Linked DNA regions of Ovis aries: regions 1 and 2 are each linked to region 3. A link is a contact called in public Hi-C data. All regions are on one chromosome and are shown on one strand. Each heading gives the region's core, a stretch centred on a gene start, on an enhancer-like site or on the middle of the called end of the contact. The rest is flanking DNA. Distances are from core to core; before and after follow the strand shown.

What was found. Hi-C and Micro-C count contacts between places; a contact is called where the count stands out from the background.
Region 1: a contact with region 3 is called in a Hi-C map of liver, with 11 times the contacts expected there. The contact joins two enhancer-like sites. A contact is called at or near these places in 4 of 16 Hi-C or Micro-C datasets (hypothalamus, liver and tail adipose tissue).
Region 2: a contact with region 3 is called in a Hi-C map of liver, with 3 times the contacts expected there. The contact joins the promoter of TERF2 here to the enhancer-like site in region 3. A contact is called at or near these places in 3 of 16 Hi-C or Micro-C datasets (liver, skin fibroblasts and tail adipose tissue).

The regions. Positions count from the first base shown.
Region 1 is chr14:36,530,864-36,534,914 of ARS-UI_Ramb_v3.0, reverse strand. No RefSeq gene overlaps it. Among named protein-coding and RNA genes, the nearest start is that of PSMD7, 12 kb to the left of the region's middle. Within about 2 kb of position 1,789, at least 4 of the 54 cell types and tissues checked have an H3K27ac peak or open chromatin away from gene starts, as enhancers often do. A contact at or near this core is called in liver, where this site is marked.
Region 2 is chr14:36,085,104-36,089,329 of ARS-UI_Ramb_v3.0, reverse strand. TERF2 (telomeric repeat binding factor 2) reads left to right here and starts at 1,330. Exons shown (of 11, transcript XM_060398448.1): 1 at 1,330-1,462.
Region 3 is chr14:36,334,960-36,339,164 of ARS-UI_Ramb_v3.0, reverse strand. It overlaps NQO1 (NAD(P)H quinone dehydrogenase 1), which reads left to right. Exons shown (of 7, transcript XM_012190046.5): 7 at 1-774. Among named protein-coding and RNA genes, the nearest start is that of NQO1, 15 kb to the left of the region's middle. Within about 2 kb of position 2,519, at least 7 of the 54 cell types and tissues checked have an H3K27ac peak or open chromatin away from gene starts, as enhancers often do. A contact at or near this core is called in liver, where this site is marked.

The sequences.
Region 1 (4,051 bases), core at 540-3,039, 200 kb before region 3:
CTAAGTAAAAGAAATTTGAAATACATAGTTCAAAGCTTGAGATGCATTTAAAATGACAAGAGTGTGTTATTAAAAGTTTTTTGAGATCTTGTTGCCATGTTTAGAGCAGACTGGTGTGAGAAAGGGAACCTTTCACCAGGGTAGGCAGCAAAGACCAGAGATGCCATGGACCTGAGGCCAAGCAGGGACAAGGAGAAAGTTATCCCAAAGAGTGAGTCCTTTATGTAGGGTGGAGGTGGGGTGGGGGCAACTCAGGACCACACAGGATCAGATCCACCTTCAGAAGAATGATCTGCACTTAAAAAGCTTTCCCAGGGTCTAAAAGGACAATGTCACAAGCTTTTAAGTTTGTCACCGTTTGATAAATTGGAATGTCTATTGAATATGTAGGAACATGGGAATACCCAGGCCTTGTTATATTTAACAGTTGGACCTGCATATGGACAAAACTGACTTTGACCTTACTAACAGGATCTTCATTTCCTTCTAACAAAAAGTGTATGTCGCCTCTAGAGTCACGCAGGCTCATTTTCTCAAGCAAAATTGCTGCCATCCTATGTAAGACAGTGAGCTTTATAAGGCTGTTTGTTGATGAAGGCTTGCTTATATAAATAGCAGCTGACTTGACTGCAAAACCCATGACCCTCACCTAAAATAAAGTCATGTGTTCAGATAGCTTAGCAGTCTCAAGATGAGATTTCTAAACTACTTTTGTTCTTTGAACACTGAAAAAGTATCCTGGGTAAAGTCTAATCCCATTTTCGGACTTTGTATCCAGAGTTGTGACATTCCCTTCCTTCCATTTTGAAAGGTTTCACAATAACAGTTCAGGCTACTCCAGCTACACACATTACAGAGAGTATAGCTTCGATTCCCTACTGGTATTCTGTTTGATAAGTAACATCTGAAATAGTCCCAAACTTCCAGGTCAGTTATCCTTAGTGAAAAGGTTAAAAACTGTCAGGGTGGAATAACAGCTTTGAGCCCACTAATTAGTTAAATGATTTTTCATTTTACACAGATCATCAATCACCAAAGGGGAAAAAAGGAAGTCATATTCATTGAGGGACTACCATACTGCTTACTCCACTGCTCATGATGCAGTCAGCCTTTCCAGTGGGAATTAATCCCAGAATCTTACTCCAGTTTCTGGAGGACTCTCCAGCTTTGAGAACTTGATCATATACAATTACCTTCACTTCAAATAAAAGACTTATTAACACAAGTTCTCATAAAAGAGTGAAAGATCCTACTCACTTGGAAGTCATGAACAGGACTTTCCTTCTGCTATTTTCTACAAAAATATCTATGAAGCAGAAAGACTTCAGAATGAATTTGGGTTCTTTGTTATGCTACAACATGCTGATGACTTCATGTGCCCCTGTCACAGGAAATAGGAAGGATATCTGGGACATGCTGGAAAAGCAGAGAAGCATCTGAATTATGTGACCCACAAGAGAAGATCTCTACAACTTCCCTAAGCAAATTCATTCCAGATTATACATAATACAGGAAAGTGCTGGTTTCCATATCTATGCCTTTCAACTCTTGGCATTTCTCTTTTGCTGGGAAACCACACCGAATTCATATCTTTCAAAAAAATAAAAAATAACAAGAAAACACCAGTGGCTATTCTTGTTGGAGGAGTGGGTAGAAAATGACTCCAGAAGTAGGGAAATGAAGTAGAAAAAGAAAATAGAGGAAACCGTGTTAGTGTGTTTCCAAGGCCTAAGTCAAGAGCAAGCTTCCTCCAAGCGTCCCTCTTTGGAGCCAATCTGTACTTCAACACTAGATGGCACCATTGACTAATATCATCTCAGCAAGTGACACACTGGTTCACATTCCAGTTCATCATGGAATTGGGAACCTTCCCCAAAGTTGCTTCCCACCACTTCTGCTTTTGGCTGCAACCATCTAGGCTAGGCTTTGAAGGAATCTAGAGAGCATCTTGCTGCAAAAAATTGGGTCAAGTTGCCACAGCTTCACCCCTGCTGTATGTACTCTATGATAAATAGATAAAGTTTTCTCTGCCCTTCAGATAGTTCATGCTTTGATTTTCCTCACTACTGATACCACTCCTGGTTTCTTTAAGGACCATATCCAGTGAAGGGCTGGTAAATGTATAACAACCAGGTCTCTAAAAAAGAGGAGGAAGGGTATTGATTTGTGGCCTTTGCCAATTTCCCTGGTGTAAATACTCCCAACACAGCTGATTTCAAGGCCAACATGAATTGGGAAAAGATGCATATAGCACAGCATAACATAGTATTACCCAAATATGGATACAATAGATAAAAATAACCTGAAGAAAACAGATGATAATAAACTGTAGTAAAATCATTTAGCTACAGTGCATAGGGAGCATTTATTACCCCTTTTCAGATATCATTTATTTCTTTGTAAATTTATACAATTTACCTACTGCATTAGAATCTCTGGGAATCTGTTTTTAAGAAATTGGTAGTTTCTGCATATATGCAAGTTAGACAACCTTTATTTAATGTAGATAAAACTACTAACTTTTTTGCCTTACCATCAGCACTCTGTGGATCAGTCCTTTCCCAACTTAAGATCTCTTCTCATACATATGTGTCTATTACGACCCACAAAGCGTCGTCCTTCTCTGCAACATAGCACCAGTATCTACCTCTATCTGTATGCTACAGCTAGCGTCTGATCAGTGATAATCTGGCTTAACTTTTAACCAAAATACCCAATCAACAGCCTCAGTTCATCTATTATCCCCTCTGCTTCATTTTCAACCCTGGCTTTATCCCCTCAGCAGATAAGACTCTGGGACTGTATCCTGTACTTGAAAGTTGCTAAGAGAGTCGAACTTAAAAGTTCTCACCACAACGCAGACTTAAATGGTCGCAACAACAACAAAATGGGAACTCCGTGAGGTGATGGGTGTGTCAGTGAACCTCACTGTGGCAATCACTTTACGACATGTACATGAATCACCACATTGTACACCTTAAACTAACACATTATGTCAATTATATCTCAATAAAGCTGGGGGAAAAATATACTTAACCTGGGGCTTCCCTGTACCTCAAGGCAGACACTGGCACCTCAGGGATCTGTGCCCTTGTTCAAGAGTAGGGATGGGCTAAAAGCCAGAGTTGAATGTATGAGCTACTCCTCCCCTACCCCATATGCCCCATATTTTAACCAACATGAACCAATCCCAAGAGGCAAATAACCATGACTATAAAACCCAAAGTTCAAGGATGAAATGCATTCCATCCCAGGAGAAAAGAGTGCTTCTACACCCACAACTCACCAAGGCCCAGATGTTCGTGAGGGAGGCGTCACTGAGGCGGGAGACGTGCCCCTGAACCAACCCCAGTGGGAGTCCTGAACAGCAGAGCCTGTCCTCCAGACGCATTCACTGCTGTACTGGCATCGTCTACCTACTGCTCACCCTGTGATTATACAGAGAACGAACCCAAAATTGTCCTTGAGTGTCTGGACAAGACTCGTGCCGACTCTTGCCCAAATAATAACAAATGACAACCCCAAAACAGAGCACCATTGCAGGCTCGGCCAGACCCAAGGCCTCTGAGGCCATCAGTACCACCCGGGCAGTGATTTCAGGCCATGGGCTCAGGGTGGGGATTGAAAGGACTCCCACTCCCAAGTACTTTCTTTCCCCAAGAAAAGGAAGGAGAGTGATGCTGGTACCTTTCTGCCTTTATCCCTAGTTGGTGTGATTGTTTTTGAACTACATGCCAAGGCTCTCATTATTAAAAATCATGACCACGGACTTCCCTGGTCCAGGGATTGGGACTCCCCACTGCCACTGTAAGGGGCACACGTTCAATCCCTGGTTAGGGAACTAAGATCCACACATGCTGTGCAGTGCAGCCAAAAAAAAAAAAAGACAAAAAATCATTGCCACATTCAGGACCTGGTACATATAAGACATGCTAATCCAAGACCATTTCACCTGAGCTAGGATAGTGTGTTAGTTATCTACTGCTGCATAACAAATTACCATAAACTTAAACTGCTGAAAATAATATACATTAGTTCTCACAGTTTCTGT
Region 2 (4,226 bases), core at 81-2,580, 250 kb after region 3:
GAAGAACCAATGAAGAAGTTTCCCGGCTAGAGACAGAGAAGGTTGTCCAGACCCTTCTGGAAGGTGAGGCTGAGACACTTGAGGATTGTGCTGTCCAGAACAGTAGCCACCATCTGCATGCCGTTATTTGTCTTTGAATATAAGTGAATTAAAAACTAAATCAGATTAAAAATTCAGTTTCTCAGTCATAGTAGCCACATTTCAAGTGTTCAGTAGCCACGTGTAGCTAGTGGCTACCATACTGGATGCAAACACAGAACATCCCCATCGTCAAAGATAGCTCTTTGGGACAGCACTACTGCAGAAATCATTTTACATGGTCGTATCCAGTTGGTAGTTTAAAATTCCCTTTCCTGAAATCTAACTACGTGCTCTTATTACCAAGCTTTCGACACAGTTTTAAAATGATAATAACAGATAACATTTATTGAACACTTAACATAACCGTCAGTTCTCTTGGTTGCAGACAGCAGGTTTCTCTCTTGCTAATTTAAACATGAAGGGACTTATTAAAGGGTATGGCTTTAGCTCACAGAATCAGTAAGAAGGTCAAGAAACAGACTCTAGGCTAAACATCCAGGAACCACTCCCCAAATGATACTGTGGAACTCGTGCCAAGCAAGCCACAGCCTCTGTCACTGTCCGGAAAATTCAGAACTGCTAAGCTGCCACCACAGCTGCTGTTAGAATCATGAAGGCCTTGGCCATGAACGGCCTCAGCAAAATGGATGCTTCACACCTGCCTCTTCCTCCACATAGCTCCTAGTTCTAAAGCCTCACACAAATGGAATCCAAGTCATAAACAGAACTGGAGCTGCAAGGGAGTTTGTGACATGTTATGCAGGTTAATCCCGCCAGCCTTCTGAAGTTCAGAAAGTGAGCTAAGACAGGGCTGGAATGGGTTTGGAGCAAACCCGTCAGTCTAAAGTAACTGCCATGATCTGCTGTATGCCAAATCCTGTGAACATGCCTGATGGCACTGCTTTCTTATAGGAATTCAGGAAGGCCCTGTAATCAACCCCCTTTGACAGAGGAGGATACTACAGGAAATGGTGGGGCACACAGACAGTCTTAGCTGTGCTTTGCAAAGTTAGAAGAGGGCCCTCTGCCCACTCTGGGAGAGAAGGAAAGTGGAACGAGGAGGGGACAGCTGCCTGGAGAAGCAGGGATGGAAGATGACCACACAGGAGAAAAAAAGCAGCAGTTCCAAGGTGACAAAGGACAGCCAGAATGAATTTGAGAACTCACGAGTGCTGCTGCTGTACAAATTCGTGCCAGATTCCAGAGTCCCTGCCCTCTCCACAAGCCCACGCCACCCCCAGTGGGAAGAACCATAACTTAACGCACAATCAAGACACAAGGACACTTGTCTGTCTACATCCCAACAATCCCAGTTGCATCTGTTGCACAGGACAGGAGTACAAAAGTAAAGAACTCAAGCAGGGAAGGTTTCCAGAAGGAGGTGAGTTTTTAGTGGGTTTGAGAGGAGATGTGTTAGCTTATGCACAGCTGTCAGAAGGCAGAGGGTTTCAGATGAAAGAGCCCATCCATCCTCATGCCAAGGTTGAAAGGGGGCAGCCACTGTAGCATATCAAAGCAGTGCCCTTGACTGAGGATGAAGGAGGTGAGTCAGTGTTTGGGAGAAAACAATAATACATAAGCAGGGTTGGGAAGGGAGTTGATTTGCAGGATAAAATCATGTGAAACCCTTCCTATGATAATAATTAAATCCAAATATTAGTAAAGTATGTATTGAAACTGGATTCGAAGCAGAACGAAAATCTCGGGGAGTGGGTCCTAGACATTTTCTAACAAACACTCCTGGGTTGATTCTCCTTATCTGCCTGTCCTGAGGACTATTCCAGTCTTCGCTTTCCTTCTCTGCGATGCAGCTCAAGTTTTGGTGAGCAGAGGTTGGGGTCCCTTTGGCACATCATTCTTTCCTGGAGACGTTCTAGTAGGATCAAAAGATAACTACATCAGGGAAAGGAATACAGCTCAAGGAAATGGGACTCTTGGAGTTGGGCAACTCAGAAAAATTTAAGAAAGGGGTGTCAACACCCCAGACATTTGGTGGCATGTATGATTCTCACTGTGCTTAAGCTTTACCAAACAATACATTTTAATAAGTGTTTCCACCTGCCAAGTTCAATCTTAAGCCATTTAACAATATATTAAATCATTTAACCCTCACAGCAATTACCAACACTAAGCTATCCTCATTTTACAAAAGAGAAAAATGAGGCTTAGAGGGTCCCACAGCTAAGAACTGGACTCCACAGCCCATGGATTTAACTATCTTGCTATGCTGCCTTGATCTCTTCTTGCTTATTGTGTTTTCTTATTATTTTTCACGTGTTATGTTCATATACTTGTCAGCTCCAAAAACTAGAAGTTTCTTAAAGTGTAATGATCAAGTCTAATAATTCATCCTTTGATACCCTTACCCTCAGCACTTGCCCGAGACAAGCACACAGTGAGTACTTAATATACATAAGCGAGACAGAGCTTTGTGACAAAGTAATCATTCACCTTATACTCATCAATTCCCGCAGACATTCACAGCTTCCAGAGAAAAAGTAGGAGGAGTGAATCCTCACTCATAGAGGACCCCAGTCAAGGCTTTTGGATCCTGACAGTCACAGGCTTAAATCCTGACTCAGACACTTTAGTGGTATAATCTCAGGCAAATGTTAACAGGAAAAATAAATTTAAATTACAATTTATAGGCACTTCCCTGGTGGTCCAGTGGCTAAGACTCTACGCTCCCAAGGCAGGGAGACTGGGTTCACACCCTGGTCGGGAAACTAGATCTCACATGTTATTGCGATGAGTTTACATGCCACGATGAAGATCAAAGATCCCGCATGCTGCAACTAAGATCCGGCACAGCCAAAAAACTAAATAAAACTAATTTAGAAGATTAATATAAAGTATTATTCTTAAAAAAAGAAGGCACTGCTGTTGGGGCATGAAAAATAGCCAGGAAAGTTTATGATTCTGGATTTAAATACATATATTAAGTATGTGTTTTATAAAAGTGGTAGGTGGCTGTGTTTCCAGAAGAGCTCAGTGTCTTGCTAGGGGGCCTACTGACTCTCCCAGGCCCCTCCTATTGAGAAAGACCCAGCAGCAAGAACAGGGACTCATGGTTAAATGTTAACTTGTGTTTATTTCTCTACAACTGCCTGCTGTTTAATTTGGCCAACCCAGTGAAGATTCTTTCGTAAGCCTGTGTGTAATTTCTAAACACCAGACCTACGACCTTTACACACATGCTAAACATTTATAGAGTGGGAGAGTTCTCCTTTTTTCTCCATCAGTGGAGTGAGTAAATACCAACATCCTCCCCTCCCACCCCCTCCCAAAAAGTATTCTTTGATCTGCACTACAGATAAACCAGTAATAATTCATCCTGATCAGCTAAAAGCTATAAAGCAGATTCTTTGATAAGCCAATTAATTACAGAGGGCACTGGGGCTTGTTTCTTCCTGATGCCGATTTAGATTCTTAAAGTCAAAGAGTTTTAGAGCTGGAAAGAGATCTTTTAAGATTAGCTTGTCAAACTGTCTGATGTTAACAGAATGTTAAAATCTGTTAAAACGAGACGAGAAAACTGAGTTTCACAGAGCGGGAAAAAGGCAGCGCAGACTCACGCACAGATGTTAAGGAAGAAAGAGCCCTATAGAAATTATTTGTCACAAATTTCTACGGAATTTTAAGCTTTCTGTGATATTGCTTTTTGTTTCCTTTGTAATCTGGTAATTCAAGTATAGTGTTTGGGCCTGGAATTGGAAATCTGTGGACACTGATCCTGTTTTACGCTGACATCAGAAATATGTGAGAATCACTGCTGCCCCCTGCTGGAAGTTTAAAATCTCACAGGTTTTTCCAGGTTTATAGGGAATTTTTTTTTAATCAAAAAACTTATAAAAGTAATGTTTCTTTAGGTTAAGAACTTTAAGCAGCATGAAAGGATGCGGGGAAGGGACAGTTAGAGAGTTTGGGATGGACATGTACACACTGCTGTATTTAAAGTGGATAACCAACAAGGAGCTACCGAATAGCACATGGAACTCTGCTCAGTGGTACGTGGCGGCGGATGGGAGGGGAGTCGGGGGAGGCTGGACACATGTCTGCATGGTGAGGTCCCTTAGCTGTTCACCTGAAACTATCACCGCATTGTTAATCAGCTGAACCCCAACACAAAATAAAAAGTTCAATAA
Region 3 (4,205 bases), core at 1,270-3,769:
TGCTCCAAGTAGCCTCTTTGACCTAAATTTCCAGGCAGGATTCTTAATGAAAAAGGAGGTGCAGGATGAGCAGAAAAGTAAGAAATTTGGCCTTTCTGTGGGCCATCACTTGGGCAAGTCCATCCCAATGGACAATCAGATCAAAGCCATAAAATAAGATTCACAAGACTGGACTTCCTTCTAAGAATGTAACCTAATCTTGGTTGCTATTTTGAGCTTCCTTGATTTGCTTTAGTTTTTAAGATCTGTGTTTTTCTTTTTCCATAAGGAATGAATAATAGAGAACAGACTAAATTCATACGTTTTGGGATAGCTTTATTAAATAATGTAACCAATTCTTACGATTGCTATCATGGCAACATCTGATTAGGCTCAAAAGGGCTCTTAGGATGTAAAGCCAGACAGAAAGGTAGAAAGATGCCAGACAGTATTCTTTAAGGCCCTCTACACAATTTAATTCCTCTCTCTTTAGGGATATATATTTAGGAATAAATCTGGCTAGAGAGCATCCAACTCCTCAATGATCTATTTTTCTTTAATTACCTCTCTGTGGTTTATGGCAGAAGGGAATTGCTCAGAGGAAGAAATGACAGAATCTGTCTGACCTAAGGGACTTGTTTAATAATTGCTACTCTCTGCTTGTTTGTGATCTATATTAGCTTTGTTACTATACAATGACCACCATGCCTATATGAATGTCCTCCTTCCTTCAACTTTTGTTGTTAACACAGATACCTTGAAATGAAAAGTTAATAAAAATCTTTTTCACTTCAATCTTCCGATTTAGTATCTGCAAATAAACCAAGACAGCTATAACTACATGTGCTATAATGACTGAATTCACAAAAAGAAATAGCACTCCTAATACCTAAAAACAGCCTTCCACAAATAGTACTTCATTTTTTGATCCATATAACTAACCTGGAAATTTTCCCCGTATCATTTATAAACTGATGACTTTCCTTTCACGGATGTGTTTTGGTTCCATGAATCTGGGGGCAAAATTGTAAGCCTAGAGTTTCACTAACTTTGGTGAAGGATTTTGGCATTCATAATCTAACTTCCTGTTTAAATAATTGAGGTGCATGTCTACTAAGTGTTGGTATAATCCAAGTTGAAAATGATGAAAGAATGCCCTCTTGTGGTCCAGAGAAAGAAAACATGAGAAATGATGCAAAGCAAGGTTGCCTCTTACCTGCCAAGGAAATGATGGCGTCAGGCAGGAGAACCTCAAGTGCCAGATGCCAGCAAGCACTGGGTATTCTTTCCACAATATCCACAATGGCAGATGGCTGGGTGTTTCAATTTGAAAACATGAAAATGTTTCCTGTTGCCTTTATCCTCACTGCAGTTTTATGTATATTTCTAAAAGTTCCAAATAAAATCCATTTCTATAAAACAAACTCAAATTCATTGGTTTCAGGCAAAAGTGGAATCTACCAGGGAAGGGATCAGAGGATTCAGTGATAAAGTGTGGCCAGAAGCCTAAACAGTGACTTGGCTTGAGAGCTTGCCCAATAGGGCTGCTTCATTCTGAATGGTAATGGAACCAATTAAGATTCTCTCAGGGGATTTAAGGGAGAAGGCAATGGCACCCCACTCCAGTACTCTTGCCTGGAAAACCCCATGGACAGAGGAGCCTGGAAGGCTGCAGTCTGCGGGGTCGCTAAGTGAGATACGACTGAGCGACTTCACTTTCACTTTTCACTTTCATGCATTGGAGAAGGAAATGGCAACCCACTCCGGTGTTCTTGCCTGGAGAATCCCAGGGACGGCCAGAGCCTGGTGGGCTGCCGTCTATGGGGTCGCACAGAGTCGGACACGACTGAAGCAACTGAGCAGCAGCAGCAGCAGGGGATTTAAAGGACATTTAAGATGATCCAGGAAGGAGTGCTTAGTTGTTAAGTCATGTCTGACTCTTTGCGACCCCATGGACTATAGCTGGCCAGGCTCCTCTGACAATGGGATTTCCCAAGGAAGAATACTGGAGTGGGTTGCTATTTCCTTCTCCAGGAGTCTTCCCAACCCAGGGATCAGGAGAGTGGTATAGAAATCAAGAAAAACACAGAATGTAACAAATATATGCCAAGGGGCAATATTTATTGTGACTTGACTGAATTATCGTGATTAATCAATGGGACAGGCATTCTTCTAGGCACTGGAAATATACAAAAGCAGACAAAATACCTATCCTCATGGAGGATTGCATTCCATGACAGAAGAACAAATGTCAGTCAGGTGATAAATGCTAGAGAGGAAGAGCAGGTAAGAGGGTTAGAGATGGGATCCGAGTTTTATACAGGGTGATTAAGAAGGATCTAATAAGGTTATATTTGAGCAAAGACTTGATAACGTTAAGAGACTGAGACATGTGGATCCCCAAAGGATAGGCATACCGGGAGTGATGTGAGCACAAACCCATGAGGTAGCAGCATGATCAGTCTGTTTTAGGGAGGGAAAGGAACTTAGTGTGACCAAAGCAGAGAAAGCAAGAGAAGGATGGGTCAGACACACAGCTGGGACAGACCACAAAGGGCCTTACAAGCACTGTGAAATGCAGGAACAGGAAGTCAGTCACTGAGTGGCTTTGAGCAAACGTGTAACATAGGACTTACGTTTAAATCTAGCTGGTAACTGAAGGATCAAGTATGAGGAGCAATGAGAGAAGTAGGAATTGTTGGGAAACTGTTATGGCAACAAATGCTTTGGTTCAAAGTGATAACAATAGCTGTATTGAGAAGTGGCTGGATTCTGGATATATTTCAAAGGTCAGAGTAACATGATCTGATGACAGACTGTATAAAGGTCAAAAAACACAAACCCTCAAAGGTATTTTGGCTTAAACAACTGGAAGAATGGAGATTTCATTTTGCTCAAATGAGGAAGAATCTGGAAAGAGTATTTGGGGCAGAAGATGGGGATGGGAAGGGGAGAATCAAAATTTGACTTCAGACATGTTATGTCTGAGATGCCTGTTGTGACTGTCAAGTAGACAGCTGGGTAATAGGAACTTGGAATAAAGTCAACATGTAGGAGTATATAAAGCAATGTGACTGGATGGGGTCGACTGGAAATTGAGTTATGATAGAGAAGAGATCTAATGATCGACTTCTAGAGGTCTCCAACGTTAGAAGGTCAAGATGATGAGAAGAGAAAAGGCCAATGAAGCGAGAGAGATGAGCGTCATGTCCTGAAAGCCGAGGGAAGAAAGTGTTTCAGACTGTCAAATACTGCTGATGAGTGAGTGAAATAGGCATGGGAATCGACTTTTGAGAGGCCATTGGTGGTGATGACAAGAGCTATTTCTGGAGAGTGGGGTGATAAAACCGGACTGGAATGGATTTAAGAGGGAATGGAAAGAGAGGAAGTGGAAATAGTGTATATGCGGGATGTGTGGTCAAAGAAAATTGTTAATTTTGAGATGAGGAACATTACAGAAAATTCATATTCTAGTGGGTATGAGAAAAGGTTTTGATGCTGGAGAAAGAGGGTAATTATATATATATAACTGAATCCCTTTGCTGTTTACCTGAAACTAACACAACACTGTAAGTCAACTATACTCCAACAGAAAATAAAAATCAAATAAAAATAAGAATTAAAAAGTAAATTACAAATTAAAAAAGAGGATAATTAAAGGACCATGTATTTGAGAAAGCAAAAGGATATGGATCCAGTGCACCAGAGGCAGCAGAACAAAGCAGTATCAGGACTAGTATGACTAACACAAAGTTAACACTTACTAGGCACTTAGCTCCTGTGTACCAGGAACTAAGTAGTTTTATGCTGATTAACTTATGTAATTTTTATAACAACCCTTAGGGGATCATTCTAGTTTTCTTTCCACTTTATAAAGAAACTGAGGAATGGAGAGGTTAAACATTCGGTATAGGAGCCAGAACTTTACCCAAGAGGCAAACTCCAGAGACTATGCCTTTAAATACTATTGTGCCTCAGTACAGGAAGGGACAATGACACCATGAAATAGAGCACAAGAGCAGTAATCAGCTGTCTTCCTGAAAGACCATAAGTATTGCGATTGAGAAACTATAGCGATTTGTTAATTGGAGGATAATTGTTTTACAATGTTGTGGTGGTTTCTGCCATATAACGACATGAATCAGCCATGTGTGTGTGTGTGTGTGTGTGTGTGTGTGTATCCCCTCTCTCTTGAGCCACCCTCTCCCTGTCCCCATGCCACCTCT